2 separate regions of the Mus musculus genome follow, and region 2 is linked to region 1. Evidence: chromatin contacts called from public Hi-C data. All regions are on one chromosome and are shown on one strand. The core of a region is the stretch at or near the end of the contact, and the rest is flanking DNA. Distances in the headings are between cores, read along the strand shown. Region 1 overlaps Gm20753 (predicted gene, 20753). Region 2 overlaps Bcl2 (B cell leukemia/lymphoma 2).

Region 1 (5,117 bases), core at 1,792-4,291:
TCATTGATCCTTCCACCTTGCTGCTTCCTGTCCTCACAGGACCAGATCCCTGCACTGGCCTGGGGGTTAGTGACTAAGATATGAGTTACTGATGACGTTATCTCCATTTCCTCTCAGAACAGAGGGAAACCAAGATGGCTGCCACTCCCCTTAGCGTGACTGAAGGTCTGAGTCTTCCTCCTGCTGGCAGCCCCTTGCCTCATCCTTTCTTGGAACACTTACTTCAGGAAAACATGTCCTTTTAAATCTGCCATCCTCCTCTCTGGGGCATACATACAATTTTTTTACGGTTTTGGCCAGCTTTATGACCCGGCCTAGGAACTACATCTTTGAAATGTGATCAAAGAAGAAGATAGCACCCCCAAACCCCAGTTCCACAGGAGCACAGGAATATAACTTCAGTGGCTGTTCCATTCTGAGTTCAAATTTTCTCCCATCTTTTGTTTTGTCTTGTTTTGTTTTTTGAGACTGGGTTTATTTTGGGTTTCTCTGTGCAGCTCTGGCTGTCCTGGAACTCACTCTCTAGACCAGGCTGGCCTTGAACTCAGATATCCACCTGCCTTTGCCTCCAAGTGCTATACTCCCATCTTAAAGATGTGAAGAACTCATTTTGCTCTTGGACAAAGTAGGTCAGCACAGACGGCCTGACATTCCTGGAATTTTTCTGCTTCTTCATGACAGTCCTTCTTCTTCTTCCTTCAGCAGAGCTCAGTCCCTGCTTTGACAACGTTCAGTGGAGAAACCCTGCCCCAGTGAATCATGGGAAACACCCACTGTCAAAGTTCGGCTACCACAAGTACATATATGTTCATGTTCACTATATACACACATGTATCCACACATATGCATACTACACACATATAAATGAGAAAACAGGGGAAAAAACAGAAGGAAATTTTGCCATTTACTAGAACACAGATAGACCTAGAGGACAAGTTATAAAATGAAAGAAGCCAAACAGACACCTATGTAATCTAAAATAGCCAAACACAGAGGATAGTGAAACAGAGGACACAGTAGGCATTCCCATGGCTGGGGTGGGAGTGGGGCACAGGGTGGGGGAATCAATGGTCAGGGGGCACACTGTTCAGTTACACAACACTAATGGGTCAACAACACTGTATTGTACACTAGACACTTTCTAAGATGGTAGTTTTTTGGTTTTTTGTTTTTTGTTTTACTTTCGTAAGTCTCTGTGTATTATGCCTTTGGAGCCCTGAGGTGTCAGATTCTCTGGAGACAGAGTTACAGGCAGCTATGAGTCACCAAAGTGGGTACTGGGAACTGAACTCAGGTCTTCTGCATGAGCAGTACACTATCGTGACTCTCCAGCACAAGATGATAGCTCTAATGCTTAGTACGTTTATCACAAAAATTAAACACGCATATGCATAGATAACTAGGGTAGGGGAAACTCTGGGGAGTGATGTACATGTAACCTTTCCGGGTTGATATTTTCACAATTATATACTCATTTCTAACCATACCATGCTGTATACATTAAATATGGATAGCTCAGTAAGTCTCACCTAATCACTGTCCTATTGATCTGAGGAGGCTCCATGACCAAGGCAACTTACACCAGAAAGCATTTAATTGGAGGTTTGCTTACAGTTTCATGGTTAAGTCCATGATCATCATAGCAGGGAGTGTGGTGGTAGACAGGCATGGTGCTAGAGCAGTAGCTGAGAGCTTGCTTACATCTAGCCCAGAAGCAGAAGGCATAGAGAGAGAAACTGGGCCTGGTGTGGGCTTTTGAAACCTCAAAGCTCATCCGTAATGTTAAACCTCTTCCAACAAGTAGTTCCCCTAACTCTGGACCAAACATTCATATATATGAGCCTGTGGGGGTCTTACTCATTCAAACTATCACAAATCATATCTCAGTAGAGCGGTCTCCAAATGATAAAATAAACAGAGATAGGTTAATAACTGATAGAAGAAACGTGAACGATTGGTAGGAATATAAATGACAGATGTAGAGTTGTAGAGGGACTATTAATAATCTGAAAGAGGAGTGGAAGCCAAGTTACTAGATCAGACAACAAAGTTCTCAGCCAACTACAGAGGAAGTTGAAGCAACCTGCGTGCAGTGCACAGCCTCCTGAAAGCTATGGGGCTAGGCCTTGCAAGATGGCTTAGCTTGCCACCAAGCCTGACAACCCAAGTTGGATTTCCCAGGACCCACGTGATGGTGAGAGCCACCTCCCAAAAATTGTTCTGTGACCTCCACGGCTGCATATACACAAACACACACACAAGAGCGCGCGCTCACACACACACACACACACACACACACACACAGAGAGAGAGAGAGAGAGAGAGACAGAGACAGAGACAGAGACAGAGAGAGACCCATACATAGATTATAATAAAAATATTTTTGACGGTTGAGGGTTGGGAACACCAGGCTTTTCTGGATGTGGGAGCTGGCAAGAGGATGTGCAGTCTCTTTCGGAAGCACATACACCACTGGGTCTCAAATGCCCCCTCACCTTGTGGAACATTGATTGCTTTGCAGAGCTTACTTGATTTTCAGTACACACAGAGAGAAAGTTCTACAATAGGTGCATTAGGCTGGAGTACTGTGCTAAGATGGTGGGGGCCCACAGTACACACACAGAGGGAGAGTACTGTGCTAAGATGGTGCCATCAAGCTGGATTCCTGTGCTAAGATGGTATGGGGACACTCTGCTATAGTCTTTCCCTGTGCCCACACACAAAGCACCTGCTCAGCCATTGCACTGGGCTGGAACAGAGCCGGTGCTAAAGGGCAAGTGAAGCTGAAATCCAGCTCCTCTTTTGGGCCCCAAGCACTGGCACAGGCCATGGCCAGAGGAAGAGGCACCTTTCCTTCCTTGTCCAAGAGGAACCAGGAGGTCACCAGCTCCACGACTGCAGGGCACCTCCTCCACAGGTGGAGCCTGCTCCCAGTTTTCACAGCAGGCTGCCACAGAGCTTGCAGCTCTCTGCCTGGGACCAAACTCAGAATCTTCATGAAAGACTTGTATCAGAAGTCTCCAACAACACTCCCCACACACACACGTGACAAAACCTATGACAGCTCGGCTGAATGACTCTGCCACAAAGACCACAGCACTAACCATGGGCAGACAGCTGAGCAACAATTTGAGGACAGGAAAGCCTTCTTAGAAAAAGCTAAAACAGAGAGACAGAGATAGAGACAGAAACAGAAACAGGCAGAGACAGACAGAAGAGACAGACAGACAGACATAGAGACCATCAGAGAGAGACAGCAAGAAAGAAGAGACAGACAACAGAGACAGAGAGAACAGACAGAAACAGAGGGGAAGAAAGTGACAGAGACAGAGACAGAGACAGAGAGATTACTTTTAGAAATGGAAATGTAAGAAAATAGGGAAAATAGAAAATAATTAGAAAATGGTTTATGTCTCAACAGAAACAGAAATCATGAAGGATCGTTTTCACAAATTAAAGGATGTTGTGCATTTCTAGGTTGTTGGAAAATAAAAATATCAAATAGCCAGAATAAATTAAAAAACATGTACATCAAGGCATACCATCACAAAATTTGAAATAATGAGGTCAGGAGAAAATTTAAAAGCTTCTATGAAGAAGAAAATTAATTCTATTTGTGGTCAGAATTTCTTCAGAGTTTTCAAGTCCAAGGGATGATAGTGCATGCCTCACACCCCTGAAGGAAAGGAAAGGCCTGTCAATGCAGGAAAATTAGACACTTGCCTAAACACTGACCAGTCATTAGGGAAGAAATGAATAAATGAAAACAGGTCCAAAGGAGTGTAGTGGTTTGAATAGCTTTGGCCCCCATAGATCATGTCTTTGAATATGCTTGGCTGAGGGAGTGGCACTATTAGGAGGTGTGACCTTGTTGAAGGGAATGTGTCACTGTCAGAGTGGGCATTGAGACCCTCATCCTACCTGCATGGAAAACAGTCTTCTGGATGCAGTGGGATCAAAATGTAGAATACTCAGTTCCGTCTCCAGCTCCATGCCTGCCTGCACTCTGCCAAGCTTCCAGCCAATGTAATAATGGACTAAACCTCTAAGCCCATAAGCCAGCCACAATTAAATGTCCTTATAAGTCTTGCCTTGGTCATGGTGTCTCTCCACAGCGATGGAAATCCTAACTAAGACAAGGAATTCATGTAGATTGAAATAGTTTTTTGAATACACAAACGCCCCATGCCTTACTGTAAGGAATTGTATATCTAGAGTGCTGCTGGAGAAGATTTTTCAGAGAGATGAAGGATACGCCAAGAAATAGAAGGTAAGGGATGCAGGAAACAGATCCCAGCTCAATAATGGGCAAGAAAGTCCCCAAATCAACAATGAAGAGAGATCCTCAAGTGGAAGAAGGACAGAGGACTCCAAAGACCTCTTGTGAGATCTTAGGAGATACCCAGGGGGAACCCCTGGGATCCAGGAATTCTGAAAACACTAGCGCTCCAGTGGAGGGTTTGGGGCTTCCTCCATGGTGTGGAAAATAGACCACCAAATGAAAACATGAAACACCTATTAAGTGGAGGGAAAACAAAAAAAAAATTTTTGCAAGAAGGAAAATTAGTCCTAAATATATTATATGATCCAGTGGTATATTGGTTGAAAATTGATGTAACCAAATGTATTACATCACTAATTCAGAAAATCTGTGGTCACAGAGCACCTAAGGGCCTGGGTGGGAGACTGAGAGCACCTACAGAGGTGAAGGGAAGGAAGCATCGATGTGGATAGAGATCTTGTGCTGTGAAGGAAACAGCCAAATAACTAAAAGGGTGAAAACTTTAGACATTAAGGAGGAGGATGTAGGAGAACAGACAGCTGCTATTAGAAATGAAAACTGCTGCCCTTGTCTAAGGAGTCCACTGATGGTTGCATCCACCTGACATGTTCAAAGCAGATGTGAAGCGCTTACAGAAAAATTAAAAGTTTCTCAGTCAGGATCTCACTGTGTAGTGGGGCTGGTCTGGAACTTTCTGTAACCCAGGCTGGCCTTGAATTTGCATCAATCCCCCTGCCTCTGCCTCCTAAGTACCTGGATTACAAGCATGTGTCACCAGCTATAAAGCTACAGTTTTAAAAATCAGAAGGACCATATTTGTTGTTGTTTGTTTGTT
Region 2 (4,832 bases), core at 992-3,491, 390 kb before region 1:
AATGAAGAAGCACATCTATGTGTAGAACTTGTATGGCCTTAGATTCAAATCTCACTGTAACCTGGGCCAAGCTGAGGGGCCTTTCTGATGTTATTCTCTTGTCTCCTGTTGTTTATAAAGGCTACTCTACGGGGCCTGGCACAGTAGTTGGTTCTCACTCCAAATCTCAGATTTAGTGTCTGGCCAGAAGTAGACACTAGATAAATGCTTTGGTGCGTGCTCTGACTCCCTCTGGGTTGCTTGACTCCGATTCCAAAGATAGATCAAAGGGAGGAGGACCAGGCTTCTTTGCTCTGCAAAAAGCCTCCACAAAGTAGGAACTTCCAAAGTTTACACCAATTTTCTTATGAAAACTACGTTATATATGAATAAGGTGCTGCTCGCTAAAAATGACAATCTGATAGACCTAGTGCCCCCCACTAACGCCTTCACCTACCCAAACCTGAACTTCTGAGGCCTTTAGGGTGAAGTGCTCCAGAGTGGGCATGTGTGGAAGGATTGATATGTGTAATGAGTGTAGTGTTGCTGTACGGTTCACCGTCACACAAAGCCGTGGTCACTGGCTTCCCCTGAAGTACAAATACAGTGTTGTACACAACGACATTTAGTAAATATTGCTTCACTGGCTACTATTTTAGCAGTCCAGCATCATAGTTTCAGTAGATGGGGTTACTGGAAAGTCTCAAGTAGGAACTTGGGTGTTGACAACTGACATGCCAGTCCAGCTCAAGAACTTTCAGCTCTGACTGAGGAATCACTGGTGCACATAGGCCCAGAGACATGACTCAACTCTCATTGTAGTCTAATCAGCAAATACATGCAGACCTTCTGTAGGCTTCATGCTATAAAATGCAAGAGGACAGGAACAGTCACTCTAGTAAGTACCCAAGAGCACCCCTCACACTGGTGGGCTTTGTACAGTGAGTGGACCCATGTGGTTTCCTGACTTTGCTCATGTCCATGGCAGAGGCAGACTCACTTCACTGCAGGATAGTGGCCTTAGGTCAGTCAGCTGTCAACATGCCCTAGAGGTTCTGCAGATGGAGAAGATTTCGGTCACCCACCCATCTTTCTCCCCTCCCCTTTCCTCTATCCTTCATTCCCTCTTTCCATATATAGCCATCTAGTTTTGGCAAGAGACTGCACACTGACCAAGAACTGCTCTGTAAATGGCCACACCAGCCTATCTCATCCCTGTGTTAATGAGGTTGAATCCAGAACTCTAGCCTTGACCCTGCCCAGTATTCACACGCTCCATTACTAACAACTGTTGTCAGCCACAGACACATTGCATTTTCCTTGCGTTAGAGTGGGCTGTCCTTTCTGGCCTCGGGAAGACCATCTGAGGAAGGAAGAGGTTTGTCAGAGAGCCAGCCAGTGTGCCTTGAAATGCATCTGGTTTTATTCATGCTGAGTCTTTCCAGGTGAACTGAGCTAAATTATAAACTACAAAACAAAAGCAGATTTTCCTGAGCGCACCCACATGGAACACACTGAGTTTACCACCGTGTATCAGCCCCTGACTGAGACAGAGAAGACGTAATCACCCTTCTTTTTACTGATGGCTGGATTGATGGGCCATCTTGGTCATTTTGACCGTCACAGAGTGAATGAATGGTTCCCTGGGCTGCAGAGTAGGAGGCTGGGAGTAGGTTGAGACTTGTTATGTCTTAAGGGATACTTTGGAGTGGGCTATTAGGCTTTCAGAAGAGTGTGAGACTTATTTGTCCTAGACCAAAACCTGTAGGAAGAGCCCATCCTGTGAAAGCCACAGCTGGTCTGGGACAGATGTTCCAGGTGCTATAGGTCTTCCATGAAAGCGTTATGGAGCCAATATGGTGTGGAATTTCCAGAAGAGACATCCAGTCTTAAGAGACACTTGCAGGCCAGGTATGGCTGGGAGCTGCCAGTGCCTAGCAAATGTCCCCTATGGGAAGAGCGTCTCCTTTAAGCTCCTTACTGGAACGTATCCCATCCCAGGGTTGAACTCATTTTCAGCAAATCCCCATTAGGAAACTCGGGTGCTTTGTACCTCCTCCCACCATCCTCAGTCAACACTTGCTGATTTAAACACGTGAAAAATCAAACATTTGGCTCCCAGCTCTGGTCCTCCCTGTTTAATCAGTGAAGAGCCCCCTCTTGTCCCTGCCTCTCTCCCCAGCAGCGGTATACTGATGACAGTGATTAGGCCAAGCTGCAGAACTTCATAAGCATGCGCTTTCAGTTCCCATTTTTGGCATATTTTCATGAATTAACTCTTGCAGTGACATGCTAGGCCATGCCACGTGTTCACAGGCCCCATGGCGGGTACAGTGGAACACTGCATGTGTGGCCCAAGAAATGACCTACAGGGTGAGTGTTTCCAGCTGCCACTGGTTCTGTGGAGTATCAGCAGCGCTTGCGGTCACTCTCATATACAAAGGTAGACACTGGGGCTTGTGGGATGATGCCAAGAGACAAGGAGGTGAGTGAGCACACAGTAGCCACAGATCCCAGGAAAGTCAGTGGTGGGTCTATCAAAATGCTAAACTGCACATGAGGCACGGAGAATCCCATCTGGCACCCAGGACAAGCAGAGTTTCACACTTTTCTCCCAGTCTGAGGCACAATAATTAAAATTAGCATGAAGGCCAGGCACAATAGTGAATGCCTGTGATCACAGCTACTTGGGGTACTGGGGTGGAAGGACCACTTGACCTGACTTGAGACCAACCTCCTAACATAGTAAAACCCCGTCTCTTGAAAACAAAGAAATGGTACACTAGGTCCCCTATAGAAACATAGGGTGTGGGGAGGCTGGAGAAGAGCTCAGAGAATCACTGGAGACAGGGCCTTCTCCCACACCAAAAGGTCAGAGGCCCTAGCAGAGGGGCCTGAGCCCAGGGAGCTCTGAGAGGAGCAGGGGCCTGTGGAAGCAGAGTGCAATGCAGATGGACCACTCTGAGAGGAGTCTGGAGGTTACTGCCTGCAACGTTATACTGACATATATTCTGGCATGCACCAGCACATCCCAAGCCATATCCCCAAGGATGCATGAGAAACAGAGAAGATCTTGACTGTGCATATCCAAGTAGTGCAACAGTTTGCAGAGGAAGGGAATGTAAGGCCTGCACAAATCTGAGCCTCTCACCTCATATCGAAGAATGCTCAGCTGGCCTGAATCCTCACCCAGAATAAGTCTGTTGAATGAAGCATCCTACCACAGTTAGCTTGGATAACACTGGGGGAGACAGTCAGAATGAAAGGAATCTCCCTAGCCCACAAACCACTGGGAGCAGAGCTAGAGAATCAGACACCCTGTCCAATTGCATAGAGTGTAAAATTGTTAACTATCCCCCTCATGGATTGTAAGAAAGACAGGTTTTTAAATATAGTTCACATGCCAGGAAATTCCACTTGCTATGAGCAATTCATTTTTTTTTAGAATATTCAAAAGGTGTTACAACTATTACACTAATTCCAGAACACATTTTTTTTATCAATCTAAAAGGACTTCTGTACACATTGACAGTTATTCCATAGTCCTCCCTCTCTCCAACTCCTGACAACAATTCATCTGATTTCTGTCTCTAAAACGTACCCTTTGGGACATTTCCTATAAAAGGAATTATGCTGCACTTGAACCTTTATGTTAATCCTTTCATGTTTAGCTTTTGCTTCAAGGTTCACCCAGCATATAGTACATAGCAGAGCCTCATTCCTTTATGGATAAATAATATTGCAGTGTGTAGGCCCAGGATATTTTGTCTATTGATCAGTTAGCAGATAGCTGGACTATTTCTTCTCTTTGGCTATTTCAAATAATGCTGACGTGAATATTCATGTACAGTTTTTATATGAGCATATGCTTTCAATTATATTGATTATATACTAAACTCTTGGTTCATGCAGTAGCTCACTATTTAAAGATCCATCAAACTGTTTCCTTCCGTGGCTATTGCCTTTTATATTCCCAGTGCCACTGTGTTAAGGCTCCAACACTCTACACCCTCATCAACACTTGTTACTGTCCATTTTAGGAATTACAGTCATCTTAGGAGTTCTAAAGTGCCAGCTCACTATAGTTTCCACAGCAGTTCCCTAACAACTTATAATATTAAGTATATTTTCATGTTCTTATTGGTCACATCAGGGTCATTTAGTCCATTCAAAGTCTTTGCCTATTTTTCAGCTTGGCTAGCTATCTTTTTATGACCTAATTGTAGTAAGATTCATGCACATCATACTTTCTTAAATAGTACAATAACGTAAACTGATATTCTCCCCCAAATAATAACATGTTGTAAATCCAAAGCTAGAAATGATCGCATTCCAGGAAGGGCTCTGGCCAAAGCTGAATGCAGAAAGGGAAATGGAGAGCCTTTTCCAGGGCCACTAGGACGCAGGCTACAGTGGGCAGAGTGGGTGAAACACCCTAAAAAAGGCTACTCTGGTTTAAATGTAAAACAGCCCACAGAAACTCATTTGTTGGAGCATTTTGTCTCCAGTGGGTGGTGCTGTTTTGGGAGGTTGTAGAACCTTTAAGAGGTAGGGCTTATCAGGAGTGGAGACGGGCCTCCAGCCCACTCGGTGCCTTGCTCTGCCTCTTGCTCTGCCAGCCTGTTAGCAAGCAGCTTCACACTCCTGCCACCATGGCTTCCCTGTCATGATGGACAGCATTCCCCAACTCATGAGTCCAAAGAAATCCATTCTCTGTTCCAGTCAGGTAACTTAGCACACTAACAAGACAACTGGCACCAGTGCCTTCCACTGAGGCCCTGCAGCATGTTGTAAGTCTCCTGGCCAAGACTCTGCAGGGTCAGTAGGCCTACATGCACCAAAAGCTTTGAGTG

Evidence for each region. A called contact is a pair of places that touch in the nucleus more often than the background predicts.
Region 2: a contact with region 1 is called in a Hi-C map of B cells, with 1.7 times the contacts expected there. The contact joins two enhancer-like sites.

Annotation. Positions count from the first base shown.
Region 1 is chr1:106,156,100-106,161,216 of GRCm38.p6, reverse strand. The region is part of intron 2 of Gm20753 (predicted gene, 20753); the gene reads left to right. Among named protein-coding and RNA genes, the nearest start is that of Gm20753, 13 kb to the left of the region's middle. Within about 2 kb of position 3,041, at least 26 of the 459 cell types and tissues checked have an H3K27ac peak or open chromatin away from gene starts, as enhancers often do. A contact at or near this core is called in B cells, where this site is marked.
Region 2 is chr1:106,550,455-106,555,286 of GRCm38.p6, reverse strand. All of the region lies in intron 1 of Bcl2 (B cell leukemia/lymphoma 2), which reads left to right. Among named protein-coding and RNA genes, the nearest start is that of Mir3473f, 6.2 kb to the right of the region's middle. Within about 2 kb of position 2,241, at least 47 of the 459 cell types and tissues checked have an H3K27ac peak or open chromatin away from gene starts, as enhancers often do. A contact at or near this core is called in B cells, where this site is marked.